Linked DNA regions of Cricetulus griseus: region 2 is linked to region 1. A link is a contact called in public Micro-C data. All regions are on one chromosome and are shown on one strand. Each heading gives the region's core, a stretch centred on a gene start, on an enhancer-like site or on the middle of the called end of the contact. The rest is flanking DNA. Distances are from core to core; before and after follow the strand shown.

Evidence for each region. A called contact is a pair of places that touch in the nucleus more often than the background predicts.
Region 2: a contact with region 1 is called in a Micro-C map of the CHO-K1 cell line, with 3 times the contacts expected there. The contact joins the enhancer-like site here to the promoter of LOC100767989 in region 1. A contact is called at or near these places in 2 of 8 Hi-C or Micro-C datasets (the CHL-YN cell line and the CHO-K1 cell line).

What each region holds. Positions count from the first base shown.
Region 1 is chr3:278,824,288-278,831,077 of CriGri-PICRH-1.0, forward strand. It overlaps LOC100767989 (spermatogenesis-associated protein 31D1), which reads right to left and starts at 3,082. Exons shown (of 4, transcript XM_027409594.1): 1 at 2,891-3,082; 2 at 1,890-1,932; 3 at 1,345-1,405; 4 at 1-637. The coding sequence starts at 3,082.
Region 2 is chr3:278,955,199-278,961,988 of CriGri-PICRH-1.0, forward strand. It overlaps LOC103161844 (a long non-coding RNA gene), which reads left to right. Exons shown (of 7, transcript XR_004769434.1): 3 at 5,363-5,622. Among named protein-coding and RNA genes, the nearest start is that of Tut7, 23 kb to the left of the region's middle. Within about 2 kb of position 2,988, at least 1 of the 6 cell types and tissues checked has open chromatin away from gene starts, as enhancers often do. A contact at or near this core is called in the CHO-K1 cell line, where this site is marked.

The DNA.
Region 1 (6,790 bases), core at 1,832-4,331:
GGGAAAAGAGGGTTTCCCAGGCATTGTGAAATAGACTGTGGTTTGTCCCCCTGAAAAACCGTCAGAAGAGTGGGAGTTAACCAAGCTTCTAGACTGTGACCTGGAGAACCTTGGTATGTTACCACGAGCTTCCTTGTCTGTTGTGGCACTGAGGAACCGCTCTCTCAGCCTGGCCACCATGGAAGGAATGATTTCCGGTGGCAAAGACCCTTCTGTTTGAGGAGTAGGGGACTGTGATGCAGGAGGAACTGTGGGGGGTGGGATGTGGTCCCGTGGGAAGTCAGTCCTGGTGAGAAGAGGCTCTGACGGCAGAGAGTCACCTTGTGGTGCGTACAAAACTATGTCTTCCAAAGGGGTGTCTTTGTTAGATGAGACAGTGGAGGGAGGAGGAGGAGCAGGTGGGAGGGATGAAATTTGGCGCTCTGGAGGGCTTGGTGAGAGTGGAGGGGTCAGGGTAAATGAGGTCTCAGTCATGGAAGTGGAAGCCATGCTGGACACAGAGGCATTCCCATCTTCCAGGGTGGCCCATGAGAGCAGACGACGGACCTTAGCTGTTGCTCCATTGCACACGTCACAGCAGGGATCCGGACAAAGCACTTGCCGAAAGTGGGAGGCATCATACCGCTGTCCAAAAGGGCTGGAGAAGACAGAGTTCAGGTGTGTGGTCAGGACCTGTGTTCTAGTTTTCGTCTGCTGTCAATGTGGCGCTATCTACTGTCAGCTGAGAGACCAGCCTCAGTGGAGGGATTGCCTCCGTAAGACAGGCCTGTAGAAAGTTGTCTTGGCTGTTAATTCATGTAGGAAGGCTCAGCTCAGCCCACTGAGAAGCACCACCCTTAGACAGATAGTACTGACCTGTTTAAAAACAACTAACTGAACAGAAGTGTATCTAAGTGTTAGCTAGCAAGCAGTATTCTCCACAGGTACCACTTCTTGGCTATGAAATTTCCTTAGTTGGAGGCAATGAACTCTCCTGCCTTCAAGTTCCTGCCTCGACTTCCCTCAACAGCTGACTGTGATCTGGATTTACAGGCTACAATAAACCCTACTCCTTAAAGGTGCTTTTGGTTGTGGCGTTTTATCACAGCAACAGCAACAAGACTAGGACAACCAGCATGCATAGAAAGAGGGCTACAGGCCCAGGTGGGGTTCGGAGCCTGGAGCCTGTATGCCTAGTCCTTTTGCTCTGTCCTTGGATACCAGAGAGGCTGCATCCTCTCCCCATGACTCCAGTCTACACACTTAATCCCTTTGGGTAACCCTCCCATGACAACAGCAGGCTATGCTAAGTTGACCTTGGGGTAAGGATGGGGGTGGGACCTGAAAGAAAGGGAAAATTGTTACCTTTGCACAACAGACAGCAGCTTCCTCCTCTCCTGAGCTTCTCTGTGGAAGATTCTAAATTCTGGAAAGCGTGTGGTGTGGGTTGTAGGGAACAAAAGACAGAGAGGTGGGCGTCACACCATTCCTCTAAGGGAAACACCTAGGCTATTGTAGTCTGAAATCATCAAGAAACAGCGGACATGATGAGTTGTCTTCATTTACAAGGTCCCTCTGTGAACATCATGGCACTATGGACAGCACAGAAGCTCACAAGTCTGGGCTTCCCGAGAGATGTCTGAGCCCAGGTGTGAGGTACAGACATGCCACCAGGAGGCGCTGTGGCTACGGAAACAACGCACAGTCCTCCCTGGAAACCTCCTGGGCTCACTGCATGGCTTCATGCCCATGGGTGAGCAGAGCAGGGGTGCAGGGCTGGTTCTCAGTCTCCTATGAGGGAGATAATGTGTCTAGTGACATGGTATCCTCAGCTGTTGGACCCGGGCTCTCTTATGGAAATTACAGGAAGGAAACATGTTGGTCTTAACACCCCAGGGGTGGGAGCCTACCTTTAAACGATGCTCTCCGTCCTTTCTTAGCTTTGCCCTGTTGCTGTGAACAACAAAGAATAAAAAATGTTTTTTTATGGGTGCAATGAGCTTTATTGATGGTATTCAAGAAGAGTAGGGCTCCCTAAGCCCCTCAAAATGTTTTTTTTTTTTTTTCTGTTGTTTTTCCTAGAATTCATTTAACCAAGAATATGGTGAGTTCCAGTCAAGCAAGATTAATCCAAATCTTTATTGTTTACTTTCGAAAGTGATAGAAGATTTTCAGTCCTTCCTTCTTTGAGAAACCAAAGGAGGATTTTCGTCTGCAAGAGTCACGGTTGGGAGCATCACTAAGAAGTCCCGTGCTAGGCGGGGCAGTGGTGGCGCACACCTTTAATCCCAGGGCTTGGGAGGCAGAGGCAGGCGGTTCTCTGTGAGTTTGAGACCAGCCTGGTCTACAAGAGCTAGTTCCAGGACAGCCTCCAAAGCCTCAGAGAAACCCCTGCCTTGAAACCCCCCCAAAAAAAAAGAAGTCCCATGCTGAGTAGCATAGACTGAGGCCAGGGCCACAGTGGCTCTCGCTCCCCTGGGACACTTTGTCCTAGGGACAGAGCTCTGCTCAGTTCTGCTCAGAGGCCATGTGTGGTCATCACTGCTCTCCCAAAGCACAATTGGAGGAAGTGAAGATGAAGGAGCTGAGGGGACACGTGAGGTGGGAGAGGGGACGGGACCAAGTGTCAGGAGACACTGCCCTTCAGCAAACCTGACATCTGGAACTAAGCCAGTCAGAGCAGGACTATGGACCAACACCATGGACACCCAGGAAGGAAGCCGTAGATCCAGAAGGAAACTTCAATTCCCTCCATCTCAGGCTCCGTGCCTTCACACGACAGCGTTCTCTCCTCGCCAGCGTCCTAGCTCAGGCACTGCTGCAAGGCAGCCAAACTCATTCAATACCACAAGAGTAGAAATGGAAACTACAAGTGAAGAAGCTGCCCAAGGAGCTCACCACACTGCCTCACCTGTCTGATGTCTTGATTGTTCTGTGTGGGTAGGAATGGTTTCAGCGTCCGGTACCTCAGGTACAAAAGAAGCACAACCACTGCACTCAGGAAGATGAACTTGGAGTGAATGTCCACAAAGGCTGAGGAGAAATGTCCAAAGCTCAACCATGGTTCAGTAGCGCTATTCAGAAAGGAGAGGACCTTCTCCATAGTGTGAATCGCAAGGCTGCCTGAGGCAGCTATGTTCTGAGGCTGCGCGGGCCTCACTGTAGAGTCAGGCCTGCATCACAGACCCAGGGAGAGTCACAGAGGGTTTGTGAGGTGGGGAGGAGGGTGAGCCTTCGCTCCCCTGCCCCACCCCCCAGCAGAGCCCTCTGCCCGAGCCTGCTGCCCCGTTGCCACCTAGCTGTCCTCATGTCATGTTCCACAGGGGTTGCTCTGTGACCAGGACTTCACCACAGGCCCATTTACTGTCTGAAGCTCTCGAATTGGATCCTTGCAATTCTCCTGCCTAGAGCTTGACATGGCGTCTTCCTGGAAATGTTTGCTGTTTGTCGGTCTCCCCTGGACCAATGTCCTTCAACACATCTTATCCACAGGACCATTTTCTCTAGCTAAGGCGAAGTTTCCTTTCCATGTATTTACTTTGTGAATGCCCAATGGCCAACCTTTGTGTTTGATCATCTTTCGGGGTCTTCAGAGGCACAGACTAAAATCATAAAGCTATTGTAAATATGGGATGTATAGAATCAAAACTCCAATCTATCTTTTGGGTATGATTATACTTTTTTTTTTTAGTGGTGATGTATTTGGAAAGTCAGATCGGGAAGGAGCAGGCTAGTCATAGAAGGGGGCGCGCCTGGTGGTTTGGGGGAAAGTTGGTTAACGGGGTCAGAGGCAGGCCCGCCAGCTGAAGAATCTTAGGGAACCCAGCAGGCTGTGTGGTCTGTGGATAGCTGGAAATTAAAGTCTGCTACACAGAGCAGGATGAGGTGGGGAACCTGGAAGGCTGGCCAAATGGAAATGGGAGAACTTGTGTGAGCTGGGATGGAAGGGTAGGTTGGGTAGACAAATGTTTTTGTGGTTGTTTGCACTGGGTAGAGTTGAGCAAAGTGGGAATGGAGCTGGCTAGGTAGAAGGGAAGCTGAGGGGCACGGACAGTGTTATCAGATCCTGGAAAAGCAGACGACTCCTGGATGGCTGGGTGGGCTGGCAGGTCAGCAGGAAGTAGACCAGGGCGAATGAGACCAGGCTCACCATCACGGCGGCCGTTGTGTCCTAAGCTGGGTTGGGGAACTGGATAGCAGCCAAGGCTGCTGGGCAGTATGTGTAGGCAGTGTGCAGAGTGACAGAATAGGAAGCAGGGTATGTTGGCAATGGGACACCTCGTGTGGAGGACAAGCCGGGGAGCATGGCAGGCTGGCCAGCTAGGATGTGGCTGGTGGCAAAGGTGCCATGGGTTAGGTTTAGGGGCAAGGTGGGGTGAAAATGCTAGGGGGCCACAGGACAGGGTGAGTTGGCCATGCAAGCATGCCGGGGGTGGGGCAGAACATGGTCCTGCTACATTGCCCAGTGTAGCTTGGGAACGGGCTTTGCTGGAAGATTAGGTAGGATGGGAGGAGGACAGGATGCAGTTGAGGTGACGTTTGGCATGTTCTCGGGGTGCACAGGTGGTGTGGGGGGACTGGGGTGAGCAGAGTAACAGGCCAGGCTAGTGGCCACTCTGTGACAGCACTAAAGTATGTCGGGGAATGTGGGAGGCTGTGGAGACGGCAGAAATAGATAGGGTGAAGACAGAAACTGCGGTTAGATGCCGAGGGGCAGAAGGTGAGGAGGGTTACAAGGGCCGACAGGTGTCAGGGCTAGAGGAGGCATACCACAGTGAGTCTGGGCATAGTGGGGGGCCCTGTCCACTCAGAGGGGGAAATTACAGACCCGAATGAGCTTAGGAAAGGGGCTGCCTGTGGCCTGGCCATGGTTGGATTAGGGTGCATTGGGATTGTGGTGATCTGTGGAACCAGGCATTCTGGTGGCACTATTGTGACATGAGGAAAGGGAATTATGTGACATCATAATCAAGGAACTTTGACAAGAGCTCCATGGTGGGCTAAGCTGAGGTGAGAAGCAATCCACAGGCTAGTTGGCGCAGGCTAGGGTGAGCCATGGAAGCTGGCTGGCTGGCAGCTTAGGAGGCACAGAACTAGGCTGGGTAAGATGAGGATCACAGAGCCCTGAGTGCTCCAGGGTCAGACACAGAACGGATTGAATATTGTACTGTGAGTGAGTGGAATGAACACGAGGGTGCAAGGGGGCATCTTGGGAATGGTCTGTGTGGCATCCTTCTCACGGATGGAATTGTGTGACTCTGGACACTGGACAGATTCACAGATCACAGCTCAGGGCACCGTGGCACTGGTAAGGGAGCATATGGGGTGCACTGGGCTGACAGGAGAGCAGTGTGCAATTTGGACTACAATGAGTTGGGTTACTATAGAATCTGCAGGCTAGGCAGCTGAGCTCACTGAGTTGGGAACCCGGTAGGCAGAGTGGCCACGAATGTCTAGTCAGTATTGCACATAGAGTCCACAGTTGGGTGAGATTAGTACCTTTTCTCCCCCCAAAACCTGTACAGTGAGTGCTTTCTTACTTAGGAAGTCCTTCCCTGTGCCTCTGTCATGCTGTTCCCCTTCACCTTTTCAGAGGTTCAGGTCTTACATTGAGATTTTTCCCCCCTTTGGTTTTTAGAGACAGGTTTTTCTGTGTAGCCCAGGGCTGTCTTGAAACTTGTTCTGTTAACCAGACTGGTTTCAAATTCACAGAGATCCGCCTGCCTCTGCCTCCCGAGTGCTGGGATTAAAAGCGTGCGCCACCACTGTCTGGCACCTTGATGCATTTGCAGTTCACTGGTATACAAGGTGACAGATGAGGCTCTGGCCTCATGCTCTATGTGTAGACATGCTTTGTTGAAGATGCTGTCCTTCTCTGGGTGTATTTCTCAGGCCCACTTTTTTTATGTGGGTGTTGGGGATTTGGGGATTGAACTCAGGCCCTTGTGTTTGTGCAGAAAGCACGTTTATCATTTAGCTCACCTCCTGCTCCTGGATTTTTAAATTAGTTTATTAGATCCCTATTCCATGCACTCGGTCCTAAGCCAAGGCACCCTTCAATGTAAGAGATTACACCTTTTAACAGATTATGACCACAAAGAGCTTCTTGTAGTGTTTGGAGATACTGTACACAGTGTGTGTGTGTGTGTGTGTGTGTGTGTGTGTGTGTGTGTGTGTATGGGCACGTGTGTTTAGGTGTGTATGCACCTGTGTGCATTCATGTGGGGGGTCAGAGGTTAATATTGTCTGTCTTCTATTGCTTTCCATTTTAAAAATTAAATGTTTTATTTAGTATTCATACATATACATAACATGTTTGGATCAAATCCACCCTCCATCCTTCTCCTCCCCTATTCTTGCCCCTCTTCATGGGCTTTCTCTTTTTCACTATCTACTGAATGCTTGTGGGGTAACCTATTAGAGGATAGCCAGTCTCTCAGGCCTCTCTCTCTCTCTCTCTCTCTCTCTCTCTCTCTCTCTCTCTCTCTCTCTTTCCTCTCCTCTCCTCTCTCTCTCTCATGACTCTCTCTTCTCTGGTAACCATCAGCTGTCAGTGGCTCCTAAACTTCATCCATGCCGGGGTTTTGGCTGGTTGATCTTGTGTGGGTCTTGTGCACTCTGTCCCAGCCATTGTGAGCACATTTGTGCAACTGTATTGTCGTGCCTGGCAAATGCTCCCCCTCTGGAGACCTCTCCCACTCTGGTCCTTACTGTCTTTCTACCCCTCTTCTGAAATGATCTCTGAGTCTTGATCTCTGAGTCTTAAGGGGGGAGAGTATGCCAAGCACCCCACAGTCTCTTATTCTTTTAA
Region 2 (6,790 bases), core at 1,738-4,237, 130 kb after region 1:
TGAGACTCCTGGGGAAAGTTCCACTTCTTTGGGATTCATTTTTTCAATAGTCTGATAGTCAGATTGAGAGACAAGTGTCTCTTTTAGATATCTTCATTTCTTCCAGGCTGGTTACAGTGACATTGGGTATACCCAAAGAAGTCCACTGTACGCCCTGTGTGCGTCTTGGGAAGATTTGAAGCAAAGGACATGTGCCTGATGTGTCACACATGAGCCAACAGCCAATGTGACCTGATGAAGTGAGGAACAGAAGTCAGGTGGGGATGGGTGGACTTGCACTGTGGCCAGATCACAGTTTGTTACTCTGTGGGAGCATGTGAACACTGAGAAAACCAATTATTCATGCCCAGTTTCTGTTATCAAATACCTTAGTTCAAAGAGAAAATGAATGGTCCCTCAAAAAGTTAAGTAGGGAATGATCCCATGGACTGGTGATTCCATTCCTAGATCTATACTCCAGAAAGGGAGAAGACAGAACCCCCAAAGAAGACTTTGCATGTGTTCATAGTAGCATTACTTACAGCAGCCATGAGGTGGCAGCAAACCACGTCAACTGACAAAGCTGTTAGGTAAGTACTCAGTGTTGTGTCCCTGAGTTTCACTCATGCTAACTGAAGAAAGCTGGACAAAAAGAATGAACCCTGTATCACCCTGCTACACGTGAGGCCTAAACTAGGCAGGTTCCGAAACACAGAAGGTGGGACAAGGGTTATCGATGGCCAGAGAAAGGGAGAATGTGGAGTTGCTTTTGTTTTCAAATTACTTTTTTAGTATATATGAATGTTTTGTCTGCATGTAAGCCTGTGCACCACAGGGCACTGGAGGTCCTGGAACTTGAGTTACAGGCAGCTGTGAGCCACCGTGTAGGTGTTGGAACTGAACCCGGGTCCTCTGCAAGAGCAGCCTGTGCTCTTAACCACTGAGCCATCTCTCCAGCCCCGTGAACTTTTTTAGAGAATATGAAAAGGTTCTGGAAAAGGCTGGCAGTAATGTTTGCAGAACATGGTGAATGTCCTTACTGTTACCGAATTGTCATTCGTTGCAAGTGGTATGATTTGATGAGGTACATTGTTACCACAGTTAAAGACCTTTTGATAAGGTACATTGTTACCACAGTTAACGACCCTTTCCTTACCATAGTTAAAGACCTTTCCTCCACTTTGTTATCCTTGTTATTCACTTTATCCTTTCAAGGAAATGAATTTTCAAGGACAGTAAGAGGAGGACTACTGGACTGCAGGGTTATAAGCACTGACTGCTTTGTTTTAGAGGAACTGGTTTTGTTACCAACACCTTGTCCACTGGAGTGTTCTCATTCATTAATATGGCAGTGGCATGTAGAAATTGGACTTGATCTTGACCCGCTAACTATAGCTGCAGTGAGTTCTGAGAGCAATGGCCATGCGACGTGCAGAATTTCACTGCGTCCCCATCCTCTGGCCTCACATTCTGTCTGCCCCCATTTCAGGATGTTATTTGAGTCCTGGAGGGAGGAGGGTTCATACAGATGCCCCGGGTAAGGCTGAGCACTCTTCAGTGACTTACTTAGCACCCTGCAGTAACTGCCGGCCTGTAGCAGAGACAAGCTTCTCTGGCCAAGGCTGACAGTAGCACTGATCTGTGGACAGGAGTGTAAATATTTAGGAAGCAGTTGTATGTTTAGCAAAACAACTGCATCATCCATCTACCAGGATTGACTTCCTGAGCTGTGGGCTGTATGCGAATTCCCTTCTGTGGAGCAGGCCTCAGATCCAAGTAGAAAGCTGTTGGTTAATTCCATAACCTTTACACCACGGTTGTAGCATGGGCACACCTTGCCTGGCAGGTTGGCATTGTAGCATCCAGGGTTCGACAATGGGTAAGACCATTGATTATTATTATTATTATTTTTATCTCCCAGAAGCCTGCATAGCACCTCCCAGATCGGGAGGTTTCAGGTCACCTCCAGCTCGTTTCTCTATACCCCGTGACCAAAGTGTGTAGTGTCTTTAGCAAGAGGGTCTTGCCATCTGGTTATTGTGGTCCACCAAGAGTAATGGCAATAGCCTGTACTGTTTTGGGTGCCTCTGGAACCTCCCTGACCAATAACTGATAGGCTTGTGTGCTGGCTAATTTTATGTTAAATTGATGCAAGCTTGAGTCATCTGGAAAGGGGAACCTCAATTGAGAAAAATGTCCCACCCGCAGATTGACCCGTGGTGCATCTTTTTAATTGGTGATTGGTTTTGGAGGGCCCAGCTCACCAGGGGCAGCACTGCCCTGGGTACTGTAAGAAAGCAGGCTGAGCAAGCCAGTGAGCAGCACCCTCCTCCATGGCCTCTGCATCAGCTCCTGCCTGCAGGCTCCTGCCCTGCTAGAGTTCCTGCCCTGGCTCCCCTGGATGGTGGGCTCTGCATGCTGGGCTACAAGGTACGATAAAATAAACCCACTCGTTCCCACGTTGCCGCTGGCTATGGGGTTGTATTGCAGTAATAGAAACCCTGAGTAAGACGGGAGATATCTCATCTGATACTGAGATTTTAATTTAGTGACCACAGTGTGAATTTTCAACAGCAACTCTGTCATCCAGGGGTCACAGGAATGCCACTCCAAGCAAAGGATCCCCTGAAGGTTTCAGGTTGGAATCTGGTGTGTGTTCAGGTTGGACAACAGATTCGATCGTGGCAGTGGTATTGCTTCTGCTAACTGCTGGAAGACAAGGCAGGATGCTGTATTTAAAATGACTTATAATGTCTGATAACTTCCTGTTTGTGGTGGGGGTCCAGCTCTGGGCCTCATGTGTGTCACACATGCATGCTGCTACTGAGGTGCCTCTAGCAGCTTTTAGGTCTGGGTGATTTGTACTTAATAGTTGGTTATACTATTCCTTGGACAATTTCTGTGCATGACCAAAAATTTCCATAGTTAAAAAATGTATACATCACCATAGAAACAGGCTTGACTCATGACCTACATCCACTAAGACAAATTGTGTTTATAGTATGTCTGAACCCTGGGACTTAGAATTGAAGACTGTGTGTGTCCATACGGACTTTTATTTTTGAAGAAAGAGACACAGCAGTTAAGTCAAACTAAACAGAAAGCCTGGCTTCAAATTCTGAATGGATTTTGAGAGCAGGCTGCTCTCTCTTCTGGGAGTCTTATTTTGGTAAACGTGTGTGTGTGTGTGTGTGTGTGTGTGTGTGTGTGTGTGTGTGTGTGTGTGTGTGTGATGTGAATCATGTGTTGGAGTCACCTGATTTAGCTGGGGTGTAACTAAGTCTGGAAGGCTTAGTGGGGAGATGTGTTTTTAGTATCTCCCCACCACACATGATTATGGTTTTATGAGATTTGGGGTCTTGAAAAGGGAGCTCTCTGGTCTACACTGCCAGGATTATTTGGGGTCTTTGAAAGGGAGCTCTCTGGTCTACAGTGCCAGGATTATTTGGGGTCTTGAAAAGGGAGCTCTCTGGTCTGCAGTGCCAGGGTTATTTGAACCGTGTATTTTGCAAGCTCATCTTTGTTTTGTTTGCGCCGTAATGTCATGTCTGCTTCCACCACAATCACATGGATAAAGAACAGGAAGGTCAGACTGTCTCCCAGCATGCAATGGTATTGAATTTGCTTTGTGCAGGCAGTTGAAATAACACATTCCGTCTCACTTTAGCAAGAGCTCAGATAAGATTCTATATACTTTAGAAAATGTGGAGACAATCATGCTGCGCCTACCATGGAAAAGTTTTGTAATAAAAACACTGGGAGATGATGGGCTGTAGTGTCATTGGCAGGGTGCTGGCCTGACATGCGTGAGTCCCCCAGCATTGCACAGGCCAGGTTTGGTGGCACACACCTGTAATTCAAAGACTCAGGAGGTAGAGGCAGGAGGATCAGAAATTCTGGGTCTTATAGAGCTACACAATGAATTTGAAGCTAGTCTGGGATACATGAGACCTTGTCTCAAACAAACAAAAATTTGGAAAGGGTTTCAATGAAAACTACTAGGTTTAAAAATATAGTACGGAGCCTGGAGGCGGTGGTGCATGCCTTTAATCCCAGCACTCTGGAGGCAGAGGCAGAGGCAGGTAGATCTCTGTGAGTTCGAGGCCAGCCTGGTCTACAAAGCTACACAGAGAAACTCTGTCTCGAATAATAATAATAATAATAATAATAATAATAATAATAATAATAATAATAATAAATGTAGTACTGAATTTCAGACTATGACTCAGTGTTGATGCCCTGTCCCCATGTGCTCAAGGCTCTGGGTTCAATTCCCTGGCACTGAAAAAACACCTCAGTGGGAGGGCAACTCAGAAGGCAGCATCGCAGCAGAGACCAGGTGCCTGGTGGCTAAAAGGAGAAGATGAGCTACCATGGACACCCATCTCCCTTCCTCCCCACTTTCCTCTCCTTCTTGCTCTCTCTCCCCTCTGTCTACCATGCTGGCTGGCACTTGTGTTCTCTTCTGCCTTCTGCCTCAACATTGCGGTGGAATGAGGTTTCTGAAACTGTGGGCTCAAAAAGGACTCTCTTCTATAGACGGCCTTTCTCAGTGTGTGGCACACTGACACTAGCTTCTGCAGTCTGTCTGTCTCTACCCTCAGCGCTGGGTCACAGGCAGGCATGCTCAGTCATTCTGGGTCACAGGCATGCACAGCCATGCTGGGTCACAGGCATGCACAGCCATGCTGGGTCACAGGCATGCTAAGCCATGCTGGGTCACAGGCATGCACAGCCATGCTGGGTCACAGGCATGCTCAGCCATGCTGGGTCACAGGCATGCATGCACAGCCATGCTGGGTCACAGGCATGCATGCACAGCCATGCTGGGTCACAGGCATGCACAGCCATGCTGGGTCACAGGCATGCATGCACAGCCATGCTGGGTCACAGGCATGCTCAGCCATGCTGGGATTCCTATGTGGGTGTGGTACCAGTTCTCTTGGTCTTATGACAGTCTTATAACTAAATCCAAGTCTTCGAAGATTCTGGATCTCTCCTAAACTCCTTGGAAAAATGAAGATGGTAGTACCATCTTCCAGGCCTGTGGCAGCAAAAGCAGCCAGTAGTGGCGTTGATAACTCGTGGGCACCTGCTTAGCTTCTGAGGGGAAGATGGCACAGTAATGTGTGTGACTCTGAGAGGAGGGTGTGAATCTTGAACATGGCATCCACAGGTGCATTGCTGGGAGGTGCCTTCCTCTCGAGAGTCCTTGCATGCCCCGTCTAGCCAAGCGTGGTATTAAGAACATAACAGTGAATGAGTTGTTATAGCTCCACAGACTGCAACAAAGTCCCACAGCTGGTGACTCCACCTCCCAAGTGCCACCATGCAGATACTTCATGTTTATCTTATTGCTATTTTTATCCTTATATTCTGCCAGGAATTGAACCCAGCACTCTGTGCACGCAAGATGAGCAGTCTGCCAACTGAGCTCTATATCTGCAGTCCTACTGAAGCCTTTCTGGGCTGGTGAAGTGGCCAGCGGGTAAGAGTACTTTGTCTGCAAGCTTGAGGACTTGACTTGAATCCCCAGCACAGACTTGGAAATCCCAGAATGGTTGGATGTACCTGGAACCCAGCCTTGAGGTCAGAGACAGACGGATTCCAAGAGCTCCTTGGCCAGTCAGCATAGCTTAAATGGTGAGTATGTGCACACATGAGCTGAACTCTCTCCATCCTCACTGAACCACATATATCACATGTATAAAAGGAGGGAAAACCTTTTCTTTAAGTTTGAGCTTATTTTTAAAATAAGAAGCAAAAGCAGCCCTATAAATGGAAGAAGAAATAAATGCACACGTTGTACCATGCATGCTGTCTCATAAAGGTACAAGATGATAAGGCTGAGGTGGCAGAGAGTGCTTTGGTAGGATGGAGCTGTGCCAGAGAAGGAAGATGAAGAAGGCGGAAGGAAGGAAGGAAGGAAGGAAGGAAGGAAGGCAGGAAGAAAGGAAGGAAGGAAGGAAGGAAGGAAGGAAGGAAGGAAGGCAGGAAGAAAGGAAGGAAGGAAGGCAGGAAGGAAGGAAGGAAGGCAGGAAGGAAGGAAGGAAGGCAGGAAGGAAGGAAGGAAGGCAGGAAGGAAGGAAGGAAGGCAGGAAGAAAGGAAGGAAGGAAGGAAGGAAGGAAGGCAGGAAGGAAGGAAGGAAGGCTTGACACCCAGGTTTCCTCGTGGGGTTACCTCAGCAGTGTGGGATGACCAGGGTCACCAAGTGGACTGTTGTTGGATCTTGTTGTGGTCCTCGGCAGTTGGATTCATTGCAGTCCTTGGTTGTTGGATTCATTGCATTACAAACAAATGATAAATAAAATAAAGTAGAAATAAAAAGCCATGATCCATAAGGGTCATACATGGAACCCGATGACAGCCATGAGACACACAGTGTAGTTCATCTACTTGTTTTTATCTGAGGTCAAAAAAGTAAAAAAAATAAAAAATAAATGAAAAAGAAAAAAAGGAAGTGAGATAGAGGGGGAAGAGAAATTCAAAAAGTTTGAAATGATTTTGGAGGGAGCCAACTGGACAAACAAATGGGGGAAGAGAGTGTTGCCAAGAGAAGACGGGAATGGATTACAAGGCTGAAAGACCTGGGCTTCTAGTGCTGAGGCAGAACAAAAGCACAGCCTAAGTGGTGCTTGTGAGCCACGAGAGGGACACTCTGTCTCCACAGAAGAGTGTCAGCCAAAGGGCTGGATTCCAGGAGAGGGCAATGTGGTTAGACGCCACACGGAGGGCTGGCCTGATGCACACTGACACTTAGCCAGCTGGGGTTTTCCAAAACGCTCCAAGTGTTGTGGTCTCTCCTGGCTC